2 separate regions of the Mus musculus genome follow, and region 1 is linked to region 2. A link is a contact called in public HiChIP or PLAC-seq data. All regions are on one chromosome and are shown on one strand. The core of a region is the stretch at or near the end of the contact, and the rest is flanking DNA. Distances in the headings are between cores, read along the strand shown. Region 1 holds the start of Cc2d1b (coiled-coil and C2 domain containing 1B). Region 2 holds the start of Shisal2a (shisa like 2A).

Evidence for each region. HiChIP or PLAC-seq counts read pairs in DNA pulled down with a chosen protein or histone mark.
Region 1: a contact with region 2 is called in an H3K4me3 HiChIP or PLAC-seq map of embryonic stem cells, with 15 read pairs. The contact joins the promoter of Cc2d1b here to the promoter of Shisal2a in region 2. A contact is called at or near these places in 2 of 39 promoter capture datasets (hematopoietic stem and progenitor cells and neural stem cells), 1 of 15 datasets of contacts at CTCF or cohesin (the NIH/3T3 cell line), 2 of 484 Hi-C or Micro-C datasets (cerebral cortex and embryonic stem cells), 6 of 115 datasets of contacts at active chromatin or transcription factors (bone marrow-derived macrophages, embryonic stem cells and pancreatic cancer cells) and 3 of 9 other capture datasets (adipose tissue, liver and pancreatic islet).

Annotation. Positions count from the first base shown.
Region 1 is chr4:108,617,472-108,621,232 of GRCm38.p6, reverse strand. Cc2d1b (coiled-coil and C2 domain containing 1B) reads right to left here and starts at 1,277. Exons shown (of 25, transcript NM_177045.3): 1 at 1,160-1,277. It overlaps Gm12743 (a long non-coding RNA gene), which reads left to right and starts at 1,378. Exons shown (of 3, transcript XR_003955254.1): 1 at 1,378-1,467.
Region 2 is chr4:108,381,391-108,385,423 of GRCm38.p6, reverse strand. It overlaps Shisal2a (shisa like 2A), which reads left to right and starts at 1,769. Exons shown (of 3, transcript NM_001099303.2): 1 at 1,769-2,262. The coding sequence starts at 2,081. Gm32297 (a long non-coding RNA gene) reads right to left here and starts at 2,201. Exons shown (of 6, transcript XR_003955247.1): 1 at 2,041-2,201.

The DNA.
Region 1 (3,761 bases), core at 28-2,527, 240 kb before region 2:
TTTAAAAGCAGTGCTGTCGCCGGGCGTGGTGGCACACGCCTTTAATCCCAGCACTCGGGAGGCAGAGGCAGGCGGATTTCTGAGTTCGAGGCCAGCCTGGTCTACAGAGTGAGTTCCAGGACAGGCTGTCTGTTCTGCAAATAATGTGTCTATTTACATTTAAATTAAAAATTCAGCTCCTCAGTCATACCAGACAGATTTCAAGTGCTCAGTAGGTGAATCTGATTAATGGGTACCACTGGGCAGCACAGGCATGGATCGTTCTCATCATCAGTTCCCGTGGGCACTCTGCACCTGATTCAGTATTCAGATCCTCTGAAAGGTGTCACAAGTGGTCAGCGGGTACTGTAGCACCACCTGTCCAGCACTGGAAGGAACTCATTTGCTCCTACCTCAGGCTTCAAGGAAACAGACCCATGGGCAGACAACGACCACAGAGCAGCTGCAGGGACAATGGGTGCAAGAGGCAGCCCCTTATCGAGGACATAGAAAAGACATCTAGGAGAGGACGATGCCTGTGCTGAGTCATGAAGTTTGCACACTGGGGAATAGCAGAACTCCAAGCAAATCAAACGAACTGACACCAGTTCTGAGGTGAGAACTGGCTTGGCCTACACAAGGAGAAGAAACGCCCAGCACCACGGAGGCATAAACCAAACCGTAAGGCTAGAAATGAAGGCATGAACTAGGGGAGAAAGAGAAACAGCTTTAAGGCTTTAAAGACACTTGGGCGTTAGACACTGGGAAGCATTATGGGTTGATGCAGAAGGTGCCCAGGGAAGTGGGAGATCATATAGGGCGGGAAACCTCAGCCCTGAGCATCTTGCAAATCTATGAAGAAGCGTGAGGTGGCGTGGGGATTAAGAAACAAGACACGATCCCGCGTCCGGAGCGGGAATCAACAGGGCTGCGAGGTTCCCTGGTGTGAGCGCACAGGCGTAAGCCACTCCAAGTGTCACATTTCGGACTGCAGTCAACAGCGAAGCGTCAGCCGGGGTGGGGTGCGGGAGTGAAGGAGCTCGGGAGAATGAGATGCTCCGCTGCCGCAGGCCGGTCGCGGCCCTCCCGATGCCAGGCTCCGCCCGGCCCGACCCAAGCCGCCTCTATCTCCCCGGCCGCCCCCAGAGTCCACACGCCGGGAAGCGGGCACGTGGCATACCTCGCGGCGGATCCGAACCAAAACCGGGCCTTCTCGAGCCCGGAACCGCCTAGCTTTCCGCGGCCCCCGGGCGGCCGCGGCGGAGACAGCCACAGGAAGCTCCCGCCCAGGAGGCGGTGGCAGGCGCCCGGCACGTGACACCACAGCCGGCGGGTCGCCGTGCGCATGTGCGCGGGGAAGCGGGCGGGGCGCGCCCACAGGTGACGCCGAGGGTGGGGCCGGCTGCGCGCAGGCATCTTGGAGCAGGTAACGCGATACCGGCTGGCGGCAGCGTCGTGAGGTGTGGCGTGCTGCGTCCTTCACCCACGGTAGGCGTGCCCCATTCCTGCCGTAGTTTCTCCGAGAGGCCTCTTACCTGGTTCTCTTCGCGCGCCCCGGCGCTTCCGCGTCCTACTGGCTACCAATAGGCAGCCGAGCCGCGTCCCTGTGCTGAGATCCTGGAGGATGCGGCTTCCTCCAGTCTGTGCAGCTTAGGCACGGAAAACCAGCTCTCTGGGAAATAGAGCTCCTTTCTAGTCAGAGGGCAGGACAAAACTTCAGATTAGAGGAACCAAAGCCCTCGATTAACTGAGGCCGGAGCATCCCTGCAAGCTGAAGGGTCGCCTCTACCTCAAGGAGTCCTGTTATATGGGGATTGATGGAACTGACCTGCAGATAGACCAAACCCCGAGATACCCCACACCACGTGCGTAGTCTCACTTCGTGGAGAGACTGCAGGCTTCAGTTCTGATAGATCAGTTCTGCAGCCCTCGTGGTGGCGCATGCATTAAATCTCAGCACTCGGGAGGCAGAGGCAGAGTCCTTTAGTTTGCCTGCAGCTGGTCTAGTTTAGGCCAGCCAGGGCTACATAGTAAGAACTCTGACTCATAAACTGCCTTACTAAGGCAACTTCCAGAAGTTGTCTTCTGACCCTACACAGATGCAGGCCTGCCTGCACTCCGACATTCAAATTAACACACACAAATAATACACAGTAGATAGTGATTCCTACAGCTTTGGGTTTTTTCATTTGATTGTTTTCAAGGTCACACAGACCCACCTGCCTCTACCTCCTGAGTGCTGGGCTTAAAGAGTGCACCACCACCACCTGGCTGGTTTGTTTGAAACTTTCGTGTACTCAATCCTGACCTTGAATTTGATTTGTAGTGAAGGATGACATGGAATTTGTGATCCTCCTGTCTGCATCTCCTAGTGCAGGCATTACACCTCTGGGACTTCTGAGGTGCTGTCGATGAGACACAGAGATTTGTTCCTGCTAGAAGCACCCTGCCAGTCCAGCTACCTCCCAGACCTAGTCATACCCGTGTATGTAAATTAACAGGAGATGTGGCCACTGACTTCATCTCCCATTCTGCAACAGTTCCTTTTCAGTGGGGATCTGTCCTCTTACTGGACTCTCACTCCGGCCTGCCACAGGCTCCCAGATCTTGTGTTTCCCACATAACAGACTCAAATGAGCCAGAGTATAATTTAGGAGATAGTTTATAATAATAGAACAAGGAGGGTTAAGAGTGGATAATGGCCAGAGGGACCAGTGCAGAAGGAAAAAAAAAAAAAAACTCACCACATGTAAGTGGATAATGGCAAAGAATCACCATTGTGCCAATTATGTCAAAATAAACTTTACACTGTTCTCTTTTTCTTTTTTTAAACAATGGGTATGCTAGCACAAGCCTTTTAAAAAATTAATTAATTAATTATATGTGAGTGCACTGTAGCTGTCTTCAGACACACCAGAAGAGGGCATTAGATCTCATTGCAGATGGTTGTGAGCCACCATGTGGTTGCTGAGATTTGAACTCAGGACTTTCGGAAGAGCAGTCAGTGCTCTTACCCGTTGAGCCATCTCTCCAGCCCTACACTGTTTTCTTACGTCTCTACACATAGTTTTCCTGGAGGCTATTGTCGTGCTCAGATGATAGAAAAATGGGTTTGGAGTTGTGCTTGTGAGCATGTTTTGTATGTCATGCTCATTTAGGACCTCGCATTTTCATCTGCAGCTTTCCATCCTCACCTTATTCCCTTGACATAAGGTCTCTCACTGAACTGGAAGCTGTTTCAGCTTAGTCTTGCTGATAGTGAGCTCTTGGAATCCCCAGTCGCTTCTCCCCAATGCTGGGGTTACAAACTCATGAAGTCATGCCCAGCTGTTATTTGTTTGTTGTTTTTTCTACCCCCCAAGAGCTGAGGACTGAGCCCAGGGCCTCTCACATACTGGGCAAGTGCTCTACCACTGAGCTAAATCCCCAACCTGTTTGTTGGTTTTAATGTGCTCTGTCTACATGTATACCTGCACACCAGAAGAGAACATCAGATCTCCCTCCTTTTAAATGTGTATGTATATATATAAAAGGGTGTGTGTGGGGGGGGGGGGACGGGGACGCACACCTTTAATCAGTACTTGGGAGGTGGAGGCATATGGATCTCTGAGTTTAAGGCCAGCCTGGTCTACAGAGAGAGTTCTAGGACAGCCAGGGCTATATAGAAAATCCCTGTCTCAAGAAAACTAACAATGTTAGTGTCTTGTGAGCTACCCTATGTGCTGAAGCATCTCTGCAGCCTCCGTTTTTGTTTTGTATTTTTATTTGTGTGTGTTTCTAAG
Region 2 (4,033 bases), core at 520-3,019:
AAACAGACAAAAGCACGGTAATAGCATCTACAACTTTGTCACTATAGAAATGACCTTGAAAGTGTGATTCTCAAGGCTCACATCTATCCATCTTTTGACATTCTAAACTGCAGGATTAAATTGTGATTCAACGTAACTGACAGTCTTTGTGATCCTAAATAACTCCGACTTTGCCATTAAACACCATTATTAATATCGGCCCATGAGCTCCATCAAGAGTTTAAAGAAACTCCTGGGTAGGCAGGCAGGCATGGCAGCGCTCCTGATGGCCGTGTGACATTGTGCTGGTTTCTCTCAAGGGCATGATCCTTCCTCTGGGTTTCTAGGAGAAAGAAGTTAATTCCTCACTGGAAAGGATTTAGGGGATTGTCGTCCACCTCAGAGAGGCCTCCCTCCTTCCCAAAGGGCTCCTCCCCTTTGTCCCTTCTGGTAAATAGAGGTCAAAATGAGCCTTCAATAGAGTAGTGCCAGTCTTCAGTGATAACAGCTCAAGAGAAGAGTTTTCTGGGAATATTAACAGTTCTTCTTGGTTTGAGGTATTGGTAACAAAACCAGGGCCCTCATGCATACTAGGCAAATGATCTATCTACCATTATCTATCATCCATGCCAAAGGTAAGTTTTTGCTCATTTTTGAGATGAGATCTGTATTGCCAGGCTTGCTTTAAACTCCTGGACTGAAGCAATCCTCCTGCCTCAGCCTGCTGAATAGTTTGGACTAGTGGCATATGCCACCAGATCTGGCTCCTTTTTGTTTATTGTTTTGGCTGACCTTTAAAAGCATTGCCCTCTTAAAACCTTTGCTATTCCCTTACACAGAGCCCCTCTGTGCCTATGATCCTGGTCCTATATTGATCCCTCCCTGTTGATTCCTCCACCAAGCTGTTTCTCAAGGGCCAGCCCGGATCTGACCTTCAGGTCAGAGGCGTGGTGTACAATGGCATCTGTGGAACTGAACTGCCTTACAGGTCAAAGGGAAAAGAAGCCGTGAAGGGGGTCAGTTAGGCTTATACCCAGCCCCCTGCAGATCCATGATCCCACACACAGCTGCCACAGCAAAGGGATGCACCACACTATCTCCTACCATCCTCTTCTGTGGAAATGCAGAGCTAAGGCTCGGAGGGACTGGGTAAATCCTCAAAGATCCTTGTTCACCCTCTCAGGGTACACTGGAGAAACTGAGGCTCGGAAGCACCTTCAGACAGGAAGGAGAACACTGTCCTTGTAGTCTAGGAACAAGTTGTGAAGGTTGGCAACCCCTAATTGAGGTGGGGGTAAAGGCTTATTCCTGAGACAATTGCTTCAATGTCTTTGGCCAAGAGCAGGGAGTGCTAAGAGTGTGTGTGAACATTGTGTGTCAAAGAGAGAGCAGGAGAGGAAAAGAAAGGCAATCAAGACTTTGAAAATATTACTGGAGGGCAGGGTGTGGACACACACCCAAAATCCCAGCATTTGGGAGTTGGAAGCCAGTCATCAAGACATCCAGGCCAATGTGGAATACAGGAGGTTTGCTGAGAGTCAGCCAGACAACAGGGTTGAAATCCCATGAGCTAAGGAGCCTGGGGAAATGACTTGTCTCTCTCTGATTCTCAGCTGCCGTCTATACAATGAAAACCCTGGTCTTCAGGTTGCTTTGCCAGTTAAATGGAGTATTATTCATCAACCCCAGAGGACCCCGTTCTGCCTGTCTTCTGCGTAGCACACAACTACCCAGAGAAGGGTCCTGGCGGCCCGCACGGTGGTACCTCGCTCAGGCGAGAGCCTCAAATATCCACCTTGCCTCTCTGGCTGTCGCGTGGTGTCTCGGCAGCCGGGGCGAGGAGGCAGCCCCCACCCTGGACTGGGTCCCCACGTGCACCCCTGCCTCCGCGCCCGCGCACCTGACCACCGGGTCCCCGGGCGCCCCGTCCTCACCGCGCGCCTCCGCGCCTTTCGCCGTGCCTTTCTCTGCAGCGCCTCTACCTGCGCACTTCCCTGCCTGCCTGGCCCTCGGGCTCTTTCTCAAGATCTGCGGGGTCTCCGGCCGTTGTCTCTCGCTCACCCGCTGTCGGTCCGTCCGTCCAGGGAGCCAAGGAGGCGCGATGAGCGGCGCCTGCTCGAGCTACGTGAGCGCTGAGCAGGAGGTGGTGCGCGGCTTCAGCTGCCCGCTGCCAGGGGGCGAAGCGGCTGCTGTCTTCTGCTGTGGCTTCCGCGACCACAAGTACTGCTGCGACGACCCGCACAGCTTCTTCCCCTACGAGCACAACTACATGTGGTGGCTCAGGTACAGGCCCTGGCTCTAACCTCACCTTGAACCCCTTCTCCCATCTTATCCCACTAGCCCACCCGCAAGCCAGCCTCTTGGAAGCCCCCACCTTCATCTAAGTGCCCTTCCCTCAAATCATCCTTACTCCTCACTGATCCTACTCTTGCTTTGTACCACATCAAACCCTTAAAGCCCCATCTCAACTCCTTCTTCATCCTGACCCCAACCATAATTTAGAGCCCCACTTGAACCTGACCAGCACTACCCCCAAAGCACTCATTCTGTCCCTATTCTGAACTTCACTCTGCCATCACTCTCAACATAATCTCAAATCACAAGCCAACCTTCACCCTAACAGCAAATACTATCTTCAGACATACAGAGGAATCCCTAACTCTACCCTTAGTCCTCACAGCGGCTCTGAGCTCTGGATGCTGTTCCGGGTACCAGCACAGTCCCAAGCCCAGCTTTATGAATTCCCTATTACTACTGCAATCTTAACCTGCCTCAGCCTCCTCCTCAAGCCTGCCTGTAAACCGTCTCATCTGTTTACCCACAACTTGACTTTAATTGGCTTTAGACCTACATCCAAACCACAACCTCAAACCTTCATCCTCACCTGATGCTCCAACCCAACCCCATCTCAGCCCAGCCTCAGCCCTTCCCTTCCCTCTCACTCTCTTTACTGGACACTTATACTTGAGTCCTGGGGGTGTACTCTATGCTCATAAACCTGGGGGTCAAGGCTTCCTGCAAGTTCAGTGTGACACAGTGGCATAATGCCACAGCAGAGGCCAGTTCCAACCATTTTAATAGTGGGGTCTGGGTGCAAATATTTCATTTTCCCTGGCCGTTCAGAAACTGGGTTGCTTGGGCCAACTCTGACAATCCTGAAACCTAAGTATGGAGATGGAGGACAGTAGGTCTTAATACCTCTGAGTCCCCAAAGGGATCCAGAAAGTAGAGCCTGATCCTCCCCCTGCTCTGGGTAAGAGGTGTCAGCAAAACTGGGGTGGTCCATGGAGAGTTTTTTGTCCCTAACAGTACACGAGCAGAAGACTGTGTGCTTTCCTGGTCTTCCTGGCTCTTTATCTACCAGAGGGAAATGACCTATCATTGTCTCCATTTCTGATTAAGGCAGAGGTAAGCACCAAACAAGAGACAAAAGCAACTAGATATACACCAATTACAACTACAAAAATGGCTTTTTCTAAGATGTCCAACCTGCAATTCCGAAACATTTTCAAATGACAAGGGTATCATATCCTGTACATTTGGCAAGTGTCTAAACACCCAAGAAATCATGCTAATTTTTTGTTTGTTCCCATGTATTTACCCATTCACTACAATCTTGACTACAGGGTCTTTGTGCAAGGCACTGAGGACACAGAAATCAATTATTCCCTGCAAGAGGACTTTCCCTTCTTGTTGGAAATGCCAACCCAGGACCTTGGGCATATTATAGACAAGTACGCTAAGACTGAGTGTATTTCCAACCTCCTAGTCTCTTTAGAGCAGTGGCCCTCAGCCTCCCTAATACTTCGACTCTTTAGTACAGATCCTCATGTTGTGGTGACCCCCAACCATAAAATTACTTCATTGTTTCTTCATAAGTGTAATTTTTGCTACTGCTGTGAATCATAATGTAAATATCTGTGTTTTCTGGTGGTTTTAGGTGACCCGTTATGAAAGGGTCATTTGACCTACAAAGGGCTCGTGACCCACAGGTTGAGAAACACTGATTTAATGACAGATGCTGTACCTAAGTGAACAGTACGGTGTCTGTTGA